2 separate regions of the Mus musculus genome follow, and region 1 is linked to region 2. The links are chromatin contacts, called in public Hi-C maps. All regions are on one chromosome and are shown on one strand. Each heading gives the region's core, a stretch centred on a gene start, on an enhancer-like site or on the middle of the called end of the contact. The rest is flanking DNA. Distances are from core to core; before and after follow the strand shown. Region 1 overlaps Itsn1 (intersectin 1 (SH3 domain protein 1A)). Region 2 overlaps Gm36587 (a long non-coding RNA gene).

Region 1 (4,033 bases), core at 800-3,299, 550 kb before region 2:
ATGGTAGCCTGCGCCCCTGTGTGCACCGCGGCAGACGGAGGGGCAAGGAGACTTTAGCTTGTGGGCTGCCAAGGACCAGAGCTGAGGCTGACCTCTCAGCTCCATTGACAACAAATGCTCAGTTAAATGCATGTCTTACCATTGAGCATCATTTGAGAGAACGATCTGACAGCAATATTCAGCAAGTAACGCTTAGAGAATGTTAATTGATGAAGGGTATCCAAAATCTTCACTCATTAAAATGGATGCTGGCAGAGTAGTGGTCAGGTCCCTCTAGGGATCATGACCCATTTAAGGTGATTTAAAGCTGAGGCAGGTGAGCCTTCTGTGGGTTTTCCCTTCTCAGTTTCTGTGTTTCTAGTTTTGAAAGAGGGTCTCACGTAGCCCAGACTGGCCTTAAACTCCTGATTCTCCTGCTTCTATCTCTGGAGCGCTGGGATTACAGGAGTGGAATCGGGAAACTCGAGAAAGATTATTGCTCTGCATGTGTGGACATGGGTCCACATCTGCAAACGGCAAACAGAGCCTCAAAGGGCTTGGAGCATCCAACACAACACAGGCTGCACAACAAAGCAACACACACACACACACACACACACACACACACCTTTGAGGAGCGGCTTCCTAACTTCTGGCCTCCCCAGAGCTGTGGGCTTCCAGAATGCAGAGGTTACACACACAGCAGAGCCTTTCTTCTTTGCGAACACCCAAAGACACATGGAGGATCTATCCCGTGAGAGCCCTGCCTCCCAGGAGTAAACTCTCAGACACTTGGCCTCTAGGGCAGAGAGGCATCTGGCTCCGCCCACTCTCTCTCCAGAAAGCAGTATCTAAAGGAACAAAGGACCTCTCGATGTCAGACAGGGACCCTGTGCTCTTCTAGGCTCTTCTCCATTAAAGTAGTTTAGAATCTCCTCTGTGACACCAGAAACCGGGAGACCAACCCTTGAATAGGGAAAGGTTTCATTTCAAAGCAGAAAATTCAACTTTGAAGACTCAAAGGCCCCACTTGATATCCAGAGACACACCCTGGACGGAGACTTGAGAAACCATCAACCTATGTTGACCATTCCCCGTCCATCCAGGGCGCTTCCAGGTGTTAGCCGGGGGTTCGGGCGCTGTAATTATTCTGCACTGTTTGTACTTTTAAGAGATAAAAGAGTAGAGTTTTGAAAAGCACCTCACTTTCTAAGAATGCACGAGGCCCTGGCTTTGATAATTAGCACTGCAAGGAAAGGAAAAGAAAACAAGGGAGGGAGGGGGGAGAGAGGGAGAAGGGACGATGTGTTTCCATCTCAGCTCCGCGCAGCCTGCCAGGGAGACCTTTCCAAAGAAGAAAGACATAACAAGGCCCTCCCTGCTCCATTCACAGTGTAGTCAAGGCCAGCCCCAGGGTGTTGGAGCCCCTCCAAACAGCAGGGCCCAAACTCAGCTCAGTTCTCTGCTGCCCCTGCTGAAATCCCTAATCATTTGGAGCAAGGAGGAGGCCATTTTTATTTTTGCACTTGGTCCACACATTACCAGCTGGTCCTGAATGCAGCTTGGGGAAGGGTAGAGCAAAACATCTCCTGTCTCCTTCAGTGGGACACACAGCCATCCCCCAATGCTTGGTACACACATACACACTCACTCACAGACACACTCCGGGCATCCAAGGGCTGCATCAAACCATTTGCCACTTAAAACGTCCAAAGTCGAAGTCTTCAGGTAGACACCCTGCTATCCTACCAAGTAGGGCTACCCTGTCTCGCAGGGACAGAGGCCTACTTCAGGAAGCCAGTCCTTTTCTGTGGAGAACTGAATTGCAACATTCCCCTCTGAAGGCACAGAAAAGGCAGGGAAGCTGAGGAGGGTCTCTGTCCACCCCAGCAGGCAGGAACGCCATTTCAGTAGGTGCCCAGCGCTGGGTTCACTCACACCTTCCTTCTTTGCTCACGGCTCAGCTGGGAGAGTCGGGGAGCACTACAGTCGGGTTCTAGCCCTGACCCTACCCCCACCCCTCTCACTAGCAAGTTCCACAAGAGCAATGCTGCTGGGATGCAGCAGGGGGCGCCAGCACCTTGACCCTGCCAATAGAACCATCTAGGTAGGAAGAGCCCCACAGTGCGGAAATGGCCACACAAGCCACCACGCTGCCTTTGGCTCCTATTTGTCTAAGGTCCCCACTCTTGTTTTCACCGAGAACAGGAGATAAGACAAGAAAGACAAAAGAGTATAGCCGGGGAGGCAGAAAACCACAGGCGCAGCTCTCGCACAGGATACGGGTACGATGGTTCTAAAAGAAGAAGGGAGGAATTTCCACAGCGTAAAAAGGAGCCTTGGTCACTGGCCAGCTCCCCAGAAATCCCGGAGGGACGCTGGGCAATCTGAAGGCTGACGGAATAAGCCCGCTTCTGAATGAAACTCTCCTCGGTGGACTTCGAACACTAAAATACTCATCACTGTAATAACAGCGAGACTCTAGGCTGCTCCAGAAAACAGAACAGATCCGATTAAAATATAGCATAGGACCTGACACAGCGTAGGGGCAATTCACCCTGAAATAGGACAGCCACACACAGTGCTAGGAGAATTATTTGCCAAAATATAAACTATTAGCTCCTTTTACTAAAGGAACTAGTTAGGTCTGAGTAGAACTGAGTTAGTTGTTTGGTGGAGATAAACACTAATGTTTCCGTACTGAGTTTTCTGTACCTTATCCTTCAAGACATCCCCAGTCCCAACCCCTGTGAGCCACGGCACCAAGAAACAAGTCCAACAATCCCCCTGTCTCCACATCCCCAGCTCTGGTACTACAGCTACGCATGCTGAATCTGGTTTCTTTACGAAAGGGCTGGGGATCAAACTCAGGGCCTCAGGTTTGCCGGGCTAGCACTTTGTCAGCGATCTACCCAGCCACTGAGCAGGAATTTTATGTTATTAAAGTGACTTAAAATTAGATCTACAAGTTGGCTTAAAAGCCACAAAGGAGGTCCCTTCTCTGCCTCCCAGCCCCCAACAGGCGGCCTGGACAGGATAGAGCCCCCCTGAAGGAACAGCATCCTGTCAGCATTGCTCACTGTGTTGCTGTTCCTGACTGCAGTCTGCCCAGGGTGCTGACATAGGAGTTTCAATGCTCTCAACTTAGAGAGCCTGAGATCCTGGCCATCTTTCTCACGGGTTGTATTTTCCTGTGCTTCTCAAGGACAGAACCTTTCCTGGCGCTTACAGACACGAAGTCATTATACACATTAGTGGATCCTTGGGACCACAGGGACCTCGTGCAATGTCCTGTGAGGAAACGGTCTCCGGGACTTTCTCTTCCTCTAGCTCAGCTACTTTCTAGGTATCAGGAAACAGGGAACTGGAAAGAGGAGTCCCTGTGGCAACCAGCCAGTTATTTATTGCAAGTCCAAACTAACAAGAAGTCTTCATTATTTCCTTGAATAGCCCTTCAAAGGACAATGTTCATTAATAGGAGTCATTCAAAAGAGAATGCTATGCCCAAGGGCCTCTGGGAATTTGCCACTCAGAAAGCCGTGATGGTGGGGGCTGGAGAGATGGCTCAGTGGTTAAGAGCACTGACTGCTCTTCTGAAGATCCTGAGTTCAAATCCCAGCAACCACATGGTGGCTCACAACCATCCGTAATGAGATTTGACACCCTCTTCTGGTGTGTCTGTTTTTTAAGTATAATAAATAAATCTTTAAAAAAGAAATAAAAAAGAAAGGAAGCCGTGATGGTTCTAGGGGCTGCTACACTAGAGGTCTAAGTCTCCATGACAAGGAGGGCAGGGGTAAGTCCCATCTTCAGTTTGCGAGTCTCTTCTCCAGAGATGCGGTCCCCTAAACCCCCACGGGGAGTACGTGGCACTGAGTGAGCCCTTACCTTCATAACCTGCGAGGAAGCCTCTTTAACGTTCTCTTTGACCACCTGCCCTGTCTCCCTCCTTCCTCCATCCCTTCTATCCTTACATCCATCCTTCCTTCTTTCTCTCTTCCTTTTTCCTTCCCTCCTTTTTTCTCCTGCATTACCTTGGCCCGGTGACCCTCAC
Region 2 (4,440 bases), core at 266-2,765:
CTGCATTACCTTGCATACCCACCAGCAAAGCATGAAAGTCCCTGTGGTTCTCCATCCCTACCAGCACTTGTTAGCAGTGTTGGGTTTTAGCCAATGTTGTACGACAGTTTCCTCCTAGATTGAAACATTGTATATCTTTCAGGAAACCCCTTGAGACAGAAAGTAAACAACTCAACATAGTTTCAGGAAGTCCCTGAAGCTAACAAGACTCACTAGGCTCCTTTGTAGTAAACAGTAGAGGAGAGTCTAGAAATGCAGAGAAAGGCTGAGAATTGCCCTCAGGAAAGCAAAACTGCAAATAAATTCCAAGACCAGCCTGGACAAAGCAGAAACCAGTCAAGCAGCCTGGAAGAAGCAGAAACCAGTCAAGCAGCCTGGAAGAAGCAGCCACCTGGAAAAGATACCCTCTAACCTGCCTGCAGGCTGTGCAGTGTGCTCCAGGTGCGTAGCATTTGTGAGTTGTCTTCACTCATGCTGGGGTGGGCTTTGGTGTTGTGTTTGAGTCACTTCTGCTCCTATAAGTCACCCCTTGCCCATGTTCCGGTAAGTAATCTCAATAAAACTCATTGGTTCACCAAGATGGACTTTGGTGGTATTTATCCTTTGCTCTGCCATGGGCTCCTTATCTGGGGTGGGTAGACGTATGTTTTGCATCTCCCCAGGAAAATTCTATCACACAGCAACAACGTGTCACTGCCTAAAGTGGTGTTTTGAAGATGACATGTTGTTGGGAATGATCATAGTCTATCAAGAATGACCCCAGAGAGACAGGCAAGGCTGAAGTGATTGGGACAGGCAGAGGAGAGTCCAGGAATGCAGAGAAGGGTTGACTCTCTGAAGAAGCAGGTGCTAGGTTGGCATCCTTTGTCAGGGAGAAAATGAAGGTGGATCGTATGTGTATTTGGAGGAAGAGGGCTAGAGAGTCCCCAGTGACAGCTTCTGCTTTTCACAGGAAGTGTGTGGCAGTGGTCTGTTGCAGAGAAGGAGGCCTGTGGCAAGAGCCATGTAAGAGATTTGTGGAGAAAGAACATTCTAGATATGGAATGCATATGTGTGTCAGAGGCTTCACGGAAGGGAAGTTAGTAAAATTCTCTGAGCTGCAGAGTGTGGGGCTGGTCTTCCTGTCCATAAAACCTCATACCCAGCAACTTCCTATGCTTCCAGGGAGGTGGAGAGAGTCACAAATAACATGTCTGGAGAGCTGGGTCTGGTCCTGAGTCTATCTGTGAACACACCTGGGGCAAAGCTATATTTCTGGACTGTAACATTCTCTTGGCAGGTCCTGGACCACCTTCCAGATGACTGAGGCCCTGGTGGGCCATGAGCTTCCCTCAAACCTGCACATTTGAGGTAGGTGAGAGCCAGTTCCTCAGTCTCTAGGCTGAGAATCCCAAGCCCCACTGACCACCTGCAGCCTCAACCTGGCAGATTCAGGAAGTGGAGCAGAGGTTGCAAGAGATCTGCTCACAGGGTGTTAAGGTTGTGGTGAGCCAAGCCTTGTCTCACTGGAGGCAGCTGCCACCAGTGCCCCAACCTCAACCCAAGTGCTTGGCTACAGTGCACATGACCTTTCCCTACCTCAGAGTCTTCAAATGACTCATCACCCTCCCTTTTTTTGATGTTTTTTTCAGACTCAGTACCATTCTCTGGGGCTCTGTGTCCTCACCTGCCAGCCATATTTTCATGGATGCAGCACTCATGGAACAGCAGGTTAACCTGGGAGCCTATGGTGTTGCCCTCACGATTAGAGACTATATCTAAACAGTGTCTTTGCAGAAGGGCTGTGACTCAGTTTTTCCTAGGAGGGGCCTCTCTCCGCTTTTCCTTCACCTTTCTACATACTACTCTAAATTCTTTTATAATTAACTATTTATTTGTGTCCGTTCACGTGTGTATGAATACACACATGTATACATGTATGTGAATGTGTGAGTAGAGGCCAGAGGACAACCCTGTGTGTCATCTTCTGCCATCCTTTGTGACAGGGTCTCTCTTATTGGCCTAGAAGTCACCAACTAGGCTAAAAGGGCTGGTCCATCCAGCCTCAGGGATCCTCCTGTCTCTGCCTCCTTAGTGTTGGGATTACAAGTGTGTGTCGCTGCGTCCACATCTTTACCTGAGTCCTAGGATCTAAATCAGGTGAGCTTGCAAGGCTCACCTATGGCAGGTGAGGACACAGAGCCCCAGAGAATCGCACTTGACTGACAGAGCCTTCGAATAGTGCTCTAAATTCTAACGAGAGACGTTACGATGCTCAGGGAGATTGCAGTTCCTCATAACGAGGAAGACATGGAAGTATTGGTGGCAGCCTGAGTGAAAAGAAGCAGAGAACTAGATTGGAACCAGGTCTGGGCTATGACCTTCAAAGGCCCAGCCCTCGGGACCTGGGAGGGGGAATTCTTGATTGGCAAATACTTTATATACAGTAGCAATCTCCCCAGTCTCCTCCCTGAATATTTAAACAGAAGGTTGGTTGAGTCTGTGGATTCAGAACCTGTAGAGGCGGACTTTGGGGAATCTCTATGTGATGGTTTGGATATACTTGGCCCAGGGAGTGGCACTATTTGGAGGTCTGGCCTTGTTGGAGTAGGTGTGACCTTGTTGGAAGAAGTGTGTCACTGTCAGGGTGGGCAATAAGACCCTTCTCTTAACCACATGAGAACCAGCCTTCTGTTTGCCTTCAGAACAAGATGTAGAACTCTCAGCTCCTCCAGCCCCACATCTGCCTGGATGCTGCCCTGCTCCCACCTTGATGATAATGGACTGAACTTCTAAACCTGTAAGCCAGATCCAATTAAATGTTGTCCTTTATAAGACTTGCCTTGGCCATGGTGTCTGTTCACAGCAGCAAACCCTAACTGAGACACCCTACAGAACAGCAAGGCTATATAGTATTAGCTTTGGGGACTCACGGGAGCTGTAGTGCTAGGAAAGAAAGAACCTAGACATGGGGTCCCAATGCTTTCTCTGAGTAGGCGGCCAGCACGCAGGACAATCTCCAGGACAATTTTGTTTCTGTCCTGATCCTTTCTATGTCTTGAGCAGCATGGTCAGGAAGAGCGAGAATTGCGTTTGTCTGCAAACAGTAGTTTTGGGCACAAAGTCTTGATTAATTGATTGATCAGAGAGTAAGAAGAACTTCCCACTGGGGATGGGGATCAATAAGAAGTCTGGCTTTGTGGAGAGGGGTTTAAGATGGTTTAAGAATGGCTAGGGTGGATCTGCTGTGGAAACAACATGGGGGGTGGGGTGGGCGGGGAGTCATGGCCAAACCAATGAGATAGATGATTAGAGGCGGAGGCGGGGTTGGGGGAGGGGGAGATCTGCTATCAGATAGTGTTGGAATTAGGAATGGAAATAAGGCCAGTGTTGGGATGTGAACTTCAGAATCGAGGTCGTTTTAGGGAAAATTTCATTCAGTGTTGAGAAATGTAGTCCAGTACCAAAAATTACATAGTTAAATGCCAAACAAAAATAGGTTTTAAGCTTAAGTCCAAACAGGGAATTCACCTTCAAAGATCTATCCATAGACATATCATAGAAGACAGTAGTTAGATGATGGAGTGGTCCAGCATCCTTGGCCTCTGCTCATCAAATACTTGTAGCACTCAGCCCATCATGTGACCAGTACCACCCTCCATACCCCCGTTCCCCAGCTCTCTACAAAGTCCCCTGGAAGTGACTGCTCCCAGACAGAACCCTTGCCCATCTCTGGACCAGGGTTAGTGGATTGGGGATGGGTTAGAAATGGGTAGGAAGATAATGACTAGAACTTGGTGCTAGGTTGGCCATCCAGTGAGGGCTGTATTAGGAAACAAACTTAATCCCCAGCATCCTGGGTTAGGTATCTGTTAATAACAGATAAGATTTAAGTTAGACTGTGATATTGTTTTCCTAGGGTGGTGTGCCAGCTAGTAGAATCACTTGGGAAGAGAGGGTTAATGAGGAACTCTCTAGTTCAGGTTGATCTGTAGGCATGTCTTGGGGGTAGCTGTCTAGGTTGTTCATTGATGTAGGAGGATCCAGCCCACTGTGGGTAGCACCATTTCCTAGTCTGGGCCCTGAACTGTGTAAGAGTGAAAAAGCTAGCAGGCAAGATAGATAGATACATAGATAGATAGATACATAGATAGATACATATATATAGATACATAAAAAAATAGATACAGAGTGTCTCTTCTCTCTGCTCGTGACTTCGGGTGTGACAGGACAAGCTGCTTGTGTATCTAACTTGACTAAAATGATGGACTGCAGTCTGGATTTGTGAGTCAAATAAACCCTCTCCTCCCTAAGTTGCTTTTTGTGTGAATTTTCTCACAGCCGTAGGAACAAAGCTAAGATAGGTAGTATGTGTGATGGTTAATATCACCTGTCAGTTTGTCTGGGGCATACTTGGACCAACATCAGTCTATGTGTTGCTGTGATGGTCATGTTAAGCTA

What was found. A called contact is a pair of places that touch in the nucleus more often than the background predicts.
Region 1: a Hi-C map of the G1E-ER4 cell line shows a contact between it and region 2, with 4 times the contacts expected there. The contact joins two enhancer-like sites. A contact is called at or near these places in 4 of 39 promoter capture datasets (3T3-L1-derived adipocytes, cranial neural crest, pre-B cells and 1 more), 13 of 484 Hi-C or Micro-C datasets (CD8 T cells, the G1E-ER4 cell line, the P5424 cell line and 8 more) and 1 of 9 other capture datasets (embryonic stem cells).

Annotation. Positions count from the first base shown.
Region 1 is chr16:91,916,012-91,920,044 of GRCm38.p6, reverse strand. It overlaps Itsn1 (intersectin 1 (SH3 domain protein 1A)), which reads right to left. Exons shown (of 39, transcript NM_010587.2): 39 at 1-4,033. Among named protein-coding and RNA genes, the nearest start is that of Gm25245, 3.4 kb to the left of the region's middle. Within about 2 kb of position 2,049, at least 72 of the 459 cell types and tissues checked have an H3K27ac peak or open chromatin away from gene starts, as enhancers often do. A contact at or near this core is called in CD8 T cells, the G1E-ER4 cell line and memory CD8 T cells, where this site is marked.
Region 2 is chr16:91,363,861-91,368,300 of GRCm38.p6, reverse strand. It overlaps Gm36587 (a long non-coding RNA gene), which reads left to right. Exons shown (of 4, transcript XR_876244.2): 2 at 143-441; 3 at 1,280-1,350; 4 at 2,685-2,814. Among named protein-coding and RNA genes, the nearest start is that of Ifnar2, 6.7 kb to the left of the region's middle. Within about 2 kb of position 1,515, at least 133 of the 459 cell types and tissues checked have an H3K27ac peak or open chromatin away from gene starts, as enhancers often do. A contact at or near this core is called in CD8 T cells, the G1E-ER4 cell line and memory CD8 T cells, where this site is marked.